3 separate regions of the Mus musculus genome follow, and regions 1 and 3 are each linked to region 2. A link is a contact called in public promoter capture Hi-C data. All regions are on one chromosome and are shown on one strand. The core of a region is the stretch at or near the end of the contact, and the rest is flanking DNA. Distances in the headings are between cores, read along the strand shown.

What was found. Promoter capture Hi-C pulls out the DNA fragments that hold promoters and counts their contacts.
Region 1: a contact with region 2 is called in a promoter capture Hi-C map of embryonic stem cells, with 4 times the contacts expected there. The contact joins the enhancer-like site here to the promoter of Tmem213 in region 2. A contact is called at or near these places in 5 of 39 promoter capture datasets (the 3T3-L1 cell line, embryonic stem cells, hematopoietic stem and progenitor cells and 1 more), 2 of 115 datasets of contacts at active chromatin or transcription factors (embryonic stem cells and trophoblast stem cells) and 1 of 9 other capture datasets (adipose tissue).
Region 3: a contact with region 2 is called in a promoter capture Hi-C map of stem cell-derived epiblast-like cells, with 3 times the contacts expected there. The contact joins the enhancer-like site here to the promoter of Tmem213 in region 2. A contact is called at or near these places in 7 of 39 promoter capture datasets (the C10 cell line, cranial neural crest, frontonasal cranial neural crest and 4 more), 1 of 115 datasets of contacts at active chromatin or transcription factors (extraembryonic endoderm stem cells) and 1 of 9 other capture datasets (embryonic stem cells).

What each region holds. Positions count from the first base shown.
Region 1 is chr6:37,335,523-37,339,704 of GRCm38.p6, forward strand. Creb3l2 (cAMP responsive element binding protein 3-like 2) reads right to left here. Exons shown (of 12, transcript NM_178661.4): 9 at 693-792; 10 at 306-432. Among named protein-coding and RNA genes, the nearest start is that of Dgki, 38 kb to the left of the region's middle. Within about 2 kb of position 1,494, at least 68 of the 459 cell types and tissues checked have an H3K27ac peak or open chromatin away from gene starts, as enhancers often do. A contact at or near this core is called in embryonic stem cells, where this site is marked.
Region 2 is chr6:38,107,804-38,111,825 of GRCm38.p6, forward strand. Tmem213 (transmembrane protein 213) reads left to right here and starts at 1,550. Exons shown (of 3, transcript NM_029921.1): 1 at 1,550-1,752. The coding sequence starts at 1,608. The region is part of intron 1 of Atp6v0a4 (ATPase, H+ transporting, lysosomal V0 subunit A4); the gene reads right to left.
Region 3 is chr6:37,422,904-37,426,915 of GRCm38.p6, forward strand. All of the region lies in intron 1 of Creb3l2 (cAMP responsive element binding protein 3-like 2), which reads right to left. Among named protein-coding and RNA genes, the nearest start is that of Gm33275, 6.9 kb to the left of the region's middle. Within about 2 kb of position 1,643, at least 53 of the 459 cell types and tissues checked have an H3K27ac peak or open chromatin away from gene starts, as enhancers often do.

The sequences.
Region 1 (4,182 bases), core at 244-2,743, 770 kb before region 2:
AGCAAGCTAAATGTCCTCCTCGCTCTCTGGTCTTCCAAGATCCACATCGCCCCACCCCACCCCAAGTCAGAACTCCAAAGGGGGTGTCAGGGCTTATCAGAGAAGGAATCTGGAGCACTAGGGACTTCTGTTAACTCTCTGTGGAATTCTTGAGAATTCCTGGTGCTACCCAGGGAGTCCAGTGGCCACTCCCAGAACACCCCACCTGCAAACAGAGATGCTCTACTCTTACACATGGGTTGGGATCCCTTGCAGAGAGCTCGGAAAGCCAACTGCAGGCAAACAAAAACAAGGTGGTGACTTACCCACGGAGGCTGTGTATGGCTCTGACAGAGGATGCTGGCTGGGCAGAGCCATCTTGGTGGCAGAAGGATAAGGCCCATAGCCTTGAAAGAAGCTTCCAAATGCAACAGCAAAGCAAAGCACAACGACCTAGAGGTAAGGAGAGAACACGGGGAGCTGTAGAGCTCAGACTGTGGGTGGCTGACCTCTGGGAACAAGGGACAAGAAAGAGCACAAGTCTGTTAGGGGTCAGGTCACCCTCACTTGTGTCCTTGAAATGACGAGACAAGGGGAAGCCTTGGAACGGGATGTATGGTCTCTCTGGCTTCATTCATTGTTAGCATTTTCAAGGTAGGGGAGTCTGGAAATGGGGGGCTTGCCAGGGGAGGAAGTCCCTTTGGGAAACTCACCATGAGGCAGGTGCCAGTCTGTGTGCCAGCTAACTTGCAGGTTCGAGAGACCTTCCCCATCACCAAAGTCTGAAGCTTCTGAAGTTGCTGAAGGAGAGTCCTGCCACGGTGATAAGTGAAAGTCAGGAAGGGGCACGTGAGAGCGAGCTGCTCTGAACGACTCTCCCGCAGAAGTCATAGCGGCTTCACACCTGTGACTGAGCAGGGTCTGGAAGCACGGCAAAAGGACTACACCTGGGCGGGTGTCCTTTGGACTACACCTGCTGGCAGCGCCACCGCAGAACCCCCTGGAGCTTCAGAGTCAGCCTTGACAACAGCTCTGCAGCCTGCAGCTGTTCTGGGCAAGAGAGGAGCCCCCAAATCAACCCTGACAGGCAGAAACTTGTCTGTCAGCCAATGAGGGAAGAAAAGGACACTCTGGTTGGATGACTCCCCTCTCTCCAAGTTCCTATGTTCAGACTGAAGCTGCAATATAATGATAATAGGCAGGGGGTGTGGGGTGAGTAGCCTTGAGAATAGAGTTTTAATAACAGGACGAGTGCCCACATAAGGGGCTAAAAGTACAGTTCTTCACTACATGGGAACACAGCTAGGAGCTGTCGTTTTTTTCTTTGCACCAGAAGGCAGCCTTTACCAGACACCGAATCTGCCAGCACCTTGATCTTGGCCGCCTCTGCCTCCAGTACAGCAAGAAATGCATTTCTGTTGTTTCCAAGCCAGTCCTTTTATGGTATTGTGTTACAGCAGTCTGAACTGACTAGGGCAGTGGTAATTACAAAGGAGGCTCGTTTCACCAAGAGATGAGAGACACTGATCTATAAAAACAAAAACAAGAGAAGGAGAGAAACAAAGGCCGGCAGAGAACAATAGCAGGAGGGGCCAGAGGTGGTGGCTTGACTGGAAATGGCCAGTCCATCAGTGAGCGGCAAGTTTACACAGAGCACTCTGCAGAGGAAGGGAGGGAGCAGGGAAGAGGAGAGAGGGAAAGGGGGATGGTACTCCCCAGCTAGGACAACTGTGGATGTTCAGAGATGAGGACAGCAGTATACACACTGTAATATCAGGATGTTGTGTGGGAGCATCTTTGCAAATCCTAAACCAAGAATGGCAAGACATAGCAGGGGTCTGGCAGCACATCCTCCCAGGTTAGAGTGTCTCCCGGGACTCAGGGGGACTAGCATAAAGCCTGGGACCCCTGCCTCATTCTCATCAGCTCTGCTCAAGGCCGGCATCCACTACAAAATGGAAAGGGTTTGTGAGAACATACGGTCTGAGTATCAAAGATTTTCAGAAAACAGCGAACCGTGATGGAATGTTTGAAAGCCAGGCAAGAAGAATTCTGGGATTTCCTCACATCTTGCTTGCCATCACAGCCTACCCGCGGCATGTCTTTCCAATGATGAAAACACATGCAAGCTTTTCTGAGGTTTGTAATTCTGTCCTGCCCAGTATCAAAGACATGAATTCTCTTAGTTTAAGCAAGGGTAGGCTGGCTTTGAGATGGTTTTCCTTTCTGCAGTATCAGTGGAGGTAGACTTGGTGAAAGAATTTGAACAGCCCTCAGCACACATGGTAGAAGGCTTTCTAAACTCAAAAAAATCTCCCTGTGGTCCTACCCACTCTGTGTTTTTTGCCATGTGGAATAATTTTAGGATAGCAAGATAATATTTCCTATGGAAGGCTATTGTACTCAATCATACTTTTCATTTTGGCTATATAAAAGCATGACCAGATGGGGTTAGACATGACCCTTATTAATTTATCAAAGTAGGATTTGCTTTAAAAGCACACTGCATGTTGCTCAAGGTGAAGAAATGCTGATAGCACACTTATTTTAAATTCCACTTTAAAAGTTCATAACCAAGAGTCCCTGTGCTGCAGAACTTTCTTCTGTCGTAGAATTTCCTCTCTGTCCTGCCTAAGCTTCCTCAGAAGCCTCTGCACTACCCACCAACACAGCCCCCACCGCAGCAGCACCAGATACTGAGTGAGCTCTTGCCTGGCCAATGGCTCAGTGGAACTCATTCTACAGACTTGCCATCCTGCCAGCCGTAGCATGTGTGTGTGTAGCATGTGACTGTCATCTGTAATGCCAGCCCCAAGTTCCTCTCGAGGTTCTCCCTCAAGTCCTGGGACCTATATACAAGCAAGCCCACAGGCAGGAACACTTCTTCCAAGGCATCGATCCTAAGGTCTTGGGCTGCCTGCTGAACTACAGCAGGGACCTCACTGCTTCCAGCGTTGGCTGATGCTGTCACTGGGTGCCCCAACTCTGCCTTGAGCATTCTTGTGCCAGGATGTAAGCTCAGCTGTAAGCTACACAGGGATGGTCATCTTCTCTCTACCCAGCCTTCAGCTAGAAGGACCCTTCCCAAGCTGTACCAATGCCATCTACTTTGCTCCAACATCCTCTGGTGGCTTGGAAGCAAAAACATAAATATTATTTATTTATATATTTTTTTGCCTGTTTATCATCAAACATTCTACACTTCCTCTCTGCCCACCCACGGTCTGAGAAAACAGATTCCCCAGGACAACAGAAATACCCCTCCCTTCCAATTTCTAGGTAAGACTCCTGGGATTAGCATCCACTTTCCTAAGACAAATATTCTTCCAGGTACCCCCCTGAAAAGGGACTTTTAGCAAGGAAGATATCCCAAAAGCGCCTTGGTGGGATGAGTGGCACAAGTTCCAAGCCAGACCTCCACCACAACCCTCCCAGTTACAGTGCCAGATGCTCTAAGTTTGGGGGAATTGTTGGAGGAAGCCAGAAAGGCTAAGCTCACTGATTTGACATCCATCAGTGTATTCTTTACAGACTCAAAGATGATCATACACGGAGTCAGCTGAAGTGAAACTGGTCATTGAATGGGTTCTGATTTCTAAGAACTTACAAACAGCCCTTTAAGATGAGCAAACACTGTAGTTCCCAATGCATGCTTTCAGTTTGGAATTCTGGCAGAAGGCAACAGCTTGGTGACATGCAGATTGCTGCTGCTTTTCCTGCTGGAAATGTGCTGCAGTCACATTAATGTGATATTGACAACAGCCCCATGGAATGACATGTGCACATGTCATTAGACACAAAACGTCACTATTACAAATAACCACAGAAGGGAGAACTGTACCAGGACCCAGGTGAAAATAAAGGGCCATGGTAACAACCAGTCTAATAGCAGTGAGGTCTGTAGCCACTAATGTCTAATAATAATGACACAAATATATGCATAGGGATACATGTTTGTATGTGTGTATCCATGAATGTGATCGTATGCTCATGTGTACTTGTGTGTACATGCATATACATGTATGATGTGTGCATATATGTATGTGGATACATGTTGGTACAGATGTATATTTGTGTATATGTGTACTTGTATGTACATGTGTACCTGTTTGTACATGTATACACATGAACATGTATGTACCTATGTGCACACATATGGGTACATGTACATGTGTGTCTGTGTAGATACATGTGTATATGTAT
Region 2 (4,022 bases), core at 300-2,799:
CCCGCTCCAAAATAACCACTATCCCTCCCCTCTTTCCATTACTGTCTTTCCATACTGCATTCAAGTTCTTCCTTGCTTGGTCTCTGATGGAGTGTGCGCTCCTCAAGGACAGAAACCATGTCTGTTACCTCAGAGTCTCAAATGGCGCTCCTGGGCGCTTTTCACCCTCAGGGTTGAGTGTGGAACACACCGATGCAACACACCGATGTCAGCTCCCTCTTCTCCGCTTTCACTTCCTGAGATTTCAGTTACTTGGCCTCAGTTATACGCTGTTCATATTAAGTGGAAAATTCCAGAAGCAATTCCTAAATTGTTATTATTGTTGTATTTATAAGCAAGACTCCTTTTTAAAAATTTTATTTCATGTGTATTGGTGTCAGATACCCTGGGACTGGAGTTACAAACAGTTGTGAACTGCCATTGTGTGCTGGGGATTGAACCCAGGTCCTCTGGAAGAACAATTAGTACTCTTAACCACTAAGCCATTCCTCCAGCACCCACTATTTTGTTCTTGGAGACAGAGTTTCTCTGTGTAGCCCTGGCTGCCCTGGAACTCACTCTGTAAACCAGGCTGCTCTCAAACTCAGAGATCCATCTCTCTTTCAGGCATGCCGAGATCAAAAGCATGCTCTACCACCACTACCACAACCAGGCATTCCTAAGTTTTAAATAGTACATAATACATTGTTATAATTGCTGCTTAATTATTAGTTGTGTTAGTAATCTTACTATAACCATAAATTAAACGTTACCATAGGTATGCATTTCTAGGAAAGTGCGTACGTGCAATGCATGCGCGTGTATTCCAGCAGTATTCATGGTTTCAAGCATCCACTTGAGTTCTTGGAATGTACTGCCTTAGGTAAGGACACTTAAGAATACTGTCAGTCAAACATTTAGGCTAAAAGCAGCAGTCACAGATTGCCACTACTCAGTTCAGGACCTTCACACAGCCTCCCTCTTGCTTCCTGACACAGGCACAAATCTCCCTATCCAGAGTGGGACCAAATTTATCTATGTCAGGGTCACAGTGGGCTTCAAAGGAGTTTCCTACTGCAGGGCCTCTTTCTCCTCTCCACCTGTCAAAATCCTATGCATTCCTCAAGGCCCTGTCTGAATGTCATTTTGCTCCCTAAAGTGTCTCATCAGCAGAGGTGACTGGACTCTTGTTGCTGATGCCCAGAGTCCTTAGTCATGCAATCACTTCCCAGGTTGCTCAGGATCTTGGGTTTCTGTAATGCCAACACGCTAAGCTGGGGTGTTTGCAGGTTATAGCATAGTTCAGTGCACACAGCTGCAGGTAAGCAATAAATAATTGATAATTACTCAAATCAATAAGTAATTGATTTAGAGAATCTACACTATGCCTGCAGCTGAAGCAACAGCAAGTGCAGGTCTAAGGGAATCGCCTCCCTCTTCCTCAATGGGAACTCTTGTCTCAGGGAAGGAGGCCGGGATTGCCCCTCCCCTCCCCCAGCCACAGTTACAGAGGCAGGTGTGACAGGCATTTCACCTGGCTCCACCTTCTTTCTTTACCCCCAAACACTGAACAGACTCCCAGTTCCTGCAGGACAGGAGTCACCTCAAACCCAGCACACACAGGACACATGTTCTCCACCCCAGGGCACCTCTGCAGCAACATGGCCCAGTCAGGTGTCTTCCTCCGAAACCCTGGGCACCTCACCTCTGCCCCGCAGGCCGCCCTCCTCTTCAGCCTGGTCCTCACCTCCTTCCACTTATCCTGCGGTACAGGTAACAGTAGTTCTGAGCTAGTTCTTGGCCACCTTGGAAAGGGGAGGGCAGGACTCAGGGAAGGGGAGGATTCCTTGGCCAGGGTTGGTCCTGCCCAGAGGAAAGAGGAAACGGGAGTCCCTTCCCTGGAGGATTAGAAACAGAGCCGGCAGGGGTGGGAGTCAGCTGGGGGCGTCTTGGGTTCCTGGCAATCAATTCCTTTGGTAGGACAGCAGCAATCACCCCTGTTGACCCTTGCCACAAAACAAAACACAACAAACAAATTTGCCAATTTGCCAGCAGGCATCTCACTCATCAGGGGACCAAACTTGTAGAAAGGGGTACGGCTGGCTCCCCTGCTATTTCCCATAGCTCTTCCAAGGCTCCCTCAGGATGGACCCTCACCTCCCCTTAGCACCGCCGCAGAGGCTCCTTCCAACCCGGACTGCCCGGGCCAATTTGAAACTGGACCGCTGCTACCTCGGCTCTCTAACCTCCTCCTACCCCTCCCCCTCCCTGCGCCTCCTCAGGGCTGGCATCAGAAGCACAGCACAGTTTCTCACCCTGGGTAGTTTCTTTTCTCACATGGGAAGAGGCTTAGCTTTCCTAGCTGGGTTCTACACCTGAGCATCTAGCAGTCTGGCTTCGTCTCTCCTGATCCTGGCACTGACCTTGTCTCAAGCTTCCTTGGAGTGACCCCACTCCCTGGCACACCCTTCTCAATACTCTGTCATCCTGAGTCTCTAGTCTAGGAACTGTCAGAAGGCTCTTGGGACCCTTCAGAGCTACAGAACCTTGACGCCTCTCTCCTCATCTTGCTTATTAGCTGTGTGATCTTGAGCAAATTACTTTACCTCTCTGTGCCCCAGATTCCTTGTTTATAACACTGGGGAGTCAAGGGTGGTTTGTGATTTATTTTGTAAAGAGGAGATGAGTCACAGCTTGTAAATAATTTACAACAAAACAAGCACACAGTTAATGCCAGCAGCTATGATTATTATCAATTTATCAACCACATACTGATACATTGAGGGGGCGAGGTTTTATGGTTGTTCTTCTTCTGTTTACCATGACAGTGCCTTTTGGGTCTCCCCTAGTTCACCAATCCCTGGTTGGTTCTTAGAACACTGAAGGGTGATATTCAAATATAAAGCCCCTGATAAAAAGAGAGTTTTGACCTCTAAGAATCGCAACCTCACAGGATTCAAGCTAATACTGGCATCTCGTTAATTTTCCCCCCATTCATTTACTCTGTCCTGAGAATACTCCCACCCTAGGTGGAGAGACAAGCTAATGACATGACTTGGTTTTGAAGGGAATTTCTAATGTCCAGGAATCAGTTTCTCCAAAACTGGGCTCCACTCTAAACTATGTAAATGATTTACAACACTAGTCAGATTGTATCAAGGTTATTAGCATACTTTAGGCGGGATGGCGGGACTGGGATTGGGTGGCAGCAGTTCTATGGCTGTGGTTGAGTAACAACTTTCTTCCTTAATTCCCCTGCCCTGTGTAAACACCACCTCTGAAGGACAAGCTGACCCACGGGCAGTGGGGCATTAAGAGCTCTAAGCCCTCCTTTCCATTTTCAAGTAGACAGTCATAGAATTTCCCGAAAGGCTCTTCAAAAGTCAGTCTCTTGGGCAGGGGCACGGCTCACTTGGGGGAGGGCTTGTTGAGCACACGCAAGGCTCAATCTGCAGCATCGCCCGAAGCCAGCACGGTGGTACATTCTGGTCACCTTAGTACTTGAGAGGTAGTGGCAGGAGAATCAGGGTTTCATAGCAGGCAGGAAGATAGCCTTAGACACATGAGATCCTGTCTTTAAAAAGACAAATGAACAAACAAGCAAACAAAAACCCTTGGTTTTAATCTGCCTACCTAGGTTGGTATTTGTATGGATAAGATTTTCTTCCTTGGTAAATACGTCTGGTTGAACTGCATTCCCAGTAAGGTGGCTACCAGCTACCAGAGCACACTTCAAATATGACCAGGGGGACTTTTCAACTTAAATTCATTTTTTAAAATCACTGTAAATAGCCACCATATCAAGGAACTGATGTCCTGAGTATTGTGAATCTCGCCGCCCTCTGCCAGAACACACAGGGACACAGGGACACAGGGACATAGGGACACAGCTTTTCTTCCCTGAATCTCAGTGTTTGTCTCCATAACCAAGCACTGCTCCACAAACTCTTGACAGAACTTTTATAATTCCTTCTAAAATTTTCTTTTTCATGCCGAGGGGGGTGGCACACACCTTTAAGGCGGGCAGAGGCAGGCAGATTTCT
Region 3 (4,012 bases), core at 393-2,892, 680 kb before region 2:
AAGAAAGGGGAAGATAGCTGGTGCCCGAGGCTTGCGCCAAGCTTATAGACACCTGTAAATAGCAGCTGAGTTTCACATGCCTCCAACTTGCTAGTCCAGCTCTGAAAATACAGAGCAGAGATTTCTAAACATGGGTTGGAGAACGGGTAGGGCTACAGAACCAGTATTTCAGATAAACAGAGCGAGGGACAGGAAAGGCAAAATGGGAAGAAATTATCCTCGTGACCAGAAATCAGGCTGCTTGCTCATCCATCTCTAACTCCAAGAACGCCTACCTAGCTCCTGTCCCTGTTGACCCAATGTTTATTCACTAGTCCGTGGATTTGCACAATGGGATTCCTCCTCTGGCCCTAGCTATCCCATACGTCTGGGACTAAAATCATGCACTTTCCATACACCAGAGAGAAATCCACCCCACACAGGTAGGAATACATGCCTTGTAGACGATACCCTCCAAAACACTGTGGCTGCCAAGTCCTTGTTGTGAAAGAGGTCACTCTGAGAGTAGAAAAACCCCTAGTTCAAGGCTGCTAGAAGCAGAAACAAGGGAAGAAGGTGGAAGGCAGGCCCAAGAACAAGGAGGAGGAGTGCAAAGGCACAGAGGGACCAAGAGAGAAAGGAAAGAGCAGTGGCCATGTGGAAGAGGTGGGCAGGGATGGTGGCAAATTCCTCTTGCATGCCTCAAGGACTATGGAGTGAGTGTCCTGGGGTCAGGAGTGCCTCAGCCCTCAGCCAGGCCCAGTCTCTGCATCTACACTCTTCAAGTACACTCTTGTTTGCCAGGTTTTGAAGGGCTTTTAAGTGACTTAAAGGGAACTTAACAATTCGAGGTCAAATAAAATTCAAAATGGGTGTAGAAAAGAATTAGCAATACCAAGAACAAGGAAAGAAGTTAAAAGAAGCAAGGGGCTGGAAAATACTCCCGTCTGAACCGCAATCAACTCAGAAACGTCCACTGACGCTCCAAATCAGAGAGCCTGCAACAGCCCGCCAGCCAAGGTCAGTGTACCGGACCAGAGGGGAAATGGTGTCTTTACTCAGGGACCTGTGAGTGAGTACAGGGCCAGAGCCCACCACTGATGGTCAGAAAGGTCACTTTCAACCTGTTAGAATCCCAAGAACGTGTTAAGAGGCCTTTAATTAGCAACACGATGTAACATGGCTGCTTTTTTTTTTTAACATTCATGAGAGGTGCCAATACACAGTCTATATCTAATATCCTAGAGAGCATTCCAGAGGTTTCCAGTCCAATTCAAGTCTCGGAGTACTTTGAAAGCCACTGGCTTATAGTCTCAGAGTACTTTGAGAGCCACTGGCTTATAGTCACCCGAGTACTCTAACACCCCTGTGCATCAGTGGCTTAGGCTGCTCTTGCAGGGAAAACACACCAGGTTTCTGGCCGGTTACAGCACTATTTCCAACCAACAAAACTGCTTACTGTCAAAGCAGGATTCCCATCCACCACATAGGAGAGCTTTACAAATGCCTGTTCCAAGTCCACTCCCCTGCAGCCAACATCTGGCCCTGGTTACTCTGACTCCATGGCCTTTCTTTCTTCTCCCATTCACCTCTTGGGTGCCTCTTCGTTGCAACTGTAGCTGTGAGCCCTCTTAGCCTGCACTCCTCAGGGGCAGGGCTGAGCCTTACAAGGAACGGTTTTTGCGATCATTCCAGAGGGCCGGATTCCAGGCCCTGCACTCAGAGGCAGCCCCTTAATTATTGTTGGCCAGCCGCTTTTCCTGAGAAAGCATAATCACGCCTTTTGATTCCTACACACAACACCGCCTGTTTCCCTGTTCCCCACATCTCCAGTTCCACCCATGTTCCAGCCACAGTTAACAGGTCAGAACAAGCACCCACCCAGAAGTATCCAAAGGACCACTGAGGATTTCGTCCCCGTCCTCTGAAGGAAGCAGTCCCTCCATCTGTTGGGTGAAGGGACTGTGATCAGCTCCCAGCTCGTCTCTAGACCAATGACTGCGTAAGCCTGGTCAAATGGGACTCTGATGTCACAACAGACACTGCTGCTTGGCCATGGGGTATCCACCTTTCTCATCCAGGTTTCATCCTGGGTAGAAAGACGCTCAGCTATAATGAAAGCCTTCTTTCTGGCCACTCTTTTGGGAGAGGTGGTCAAAGAAAGGCAAGTGGGCTTCTGATGAAGGTAGAGGAATCCTTGGCTTCTCAATCCAGGCTTTCCTGATTCACCTTTCCACTTCCTTCCATCAGTGTAAGCATAGGTTGCAAAGGACGCAGCTGACTTTGCAGTCATAAAAACAAAGGTCTCTGTGATAAAGATGGAAGAATAAATGCATAGGAAAATTCCAGGCCCGTGAACACTGGCCAGTAACTACAAGAGCCCTGGAGGACTTAGAAGGAGCACTCTTGGTTCATGGCATAAGTAGGTTCTTAACCTGTTTAAATTGCTGGGCTTTCAAGATGGTCACCAATGTGCTTGTGATTTTTATAGTTTTTAAATTGTGACGGGTGTGGGGGTTTTTTGGTTTGTTTGTTTGTTTTATTTTTCTAAAAGCAAATTGGCTGGGGTGAGTTTCTTAAGTGAGCAGTAAAAGAGAAAAGTCTCTCAATCAGGGGATTTCTCTATCAGTTGGCAAAGACCATTTCATGAAAGACCAAAGACATCAGAAAGCCTCCTGTTGGAGGCTGCTTGGGTACCTGCTTAAAACATGTCAGCTGTGTAGCCAAGGGCTCACTCTCTCACGGTCAACGCCAAGAACCACAGTGACATTTTCGTGAAAATAAAAAGCGTAACTTCCGAGGGAGATGGAAATTTAGACACAGGCTTCTAGAAGCTTCTTCCTGAAGCTTCACTGAATGTGTCAGGAGACACTGTAGGAAAGGGCCCATCCATAGGGAGGCGTCTCCGTGACTTTCTGTTGTATGATGGGGTTAACGGGTCCAGATGAAAGGAAAGAGAGATACCATCTTACAGCCCAGGTCTCAGGAGGCTCTCTGAGGAGGAGAACAACTCAACTTCCATGGACACGTATTTATTATTTTTGACAGGATGTAACCCTGACTGACCTCAAAACTGTGATGACCCGGTTATCCCTTCCTCCTAAGTGTTTAGATTACAGGCATGTACTACCACTTGAGGCTATTTTTATGACCTTCTTCAGAAAGTTCAAGACTGGATGCAGCCCAGAGGAACTCCATGTGACTTCCTTGTCCTCACTCCTGTTCCTCAGTGCCATGGTAGAACAGCTCTGCTGGGAAGCTGGGGGTAGGGAAGGAGTGTCATAAAATGGAGGGGTTATGAGCTTTGTGAAGCTGTGGGTTGTAGTCCCACATGGGTCACTCAACCACGATTATGGTCCCCCTCCTCCACTCTTCTCATGCTAACAGATTCCTCTAAATAGCAAGGAAAGCTATTTGCATAAGGTAAACATGAAGTTGGTAATCTCAGTGTCGAGTAATGGACAGTTGCTCCAGCGGCTGACAGGTATCTTGTCCCCTCTTGCTGTAACTCTGTGGTGGTTTGAATATGCTCAGGCCCATAGGTAGTGATACTGTTAGGAAATGTGGCCTTGTTGGAGGAAGTGTGGGGGTGGGCTTTGGAGACACACCATGTCTCCTTCTATTCTTAGATACCACACATTGCGGAAGAGAGCTCCCTCCTAGCTGCCTGAGGATGCCAGGCTCTCCTGGTGGTCTTCAAATCAAGATGCAGAACTCTCAGCTCCTCCAGCACCATGCCTGTCATACTTCCTGCCATGATGATACTGGACTGAACCTCTGAACCTGTCAGCCAGCCCCAATTAAATGTTGTCCTTTGTAAGAGTTGCCTTGATCACGGTGTCTCTTCACAGCAATGGAAACCCTAAGACTAACTTCAAGAATACAAACACCTGCCTCAACACTCCCCCACCAAAACTCACAGAGAATTTCAGTTCCTCGGGACAGGTGCCTGAAAAATTGAAGTGTGAATTCAGCCATGCAAATCACCAAAGGACCTGGAGCCCAAGGGCATTTTGTAGAGAGCCAAAGAAAC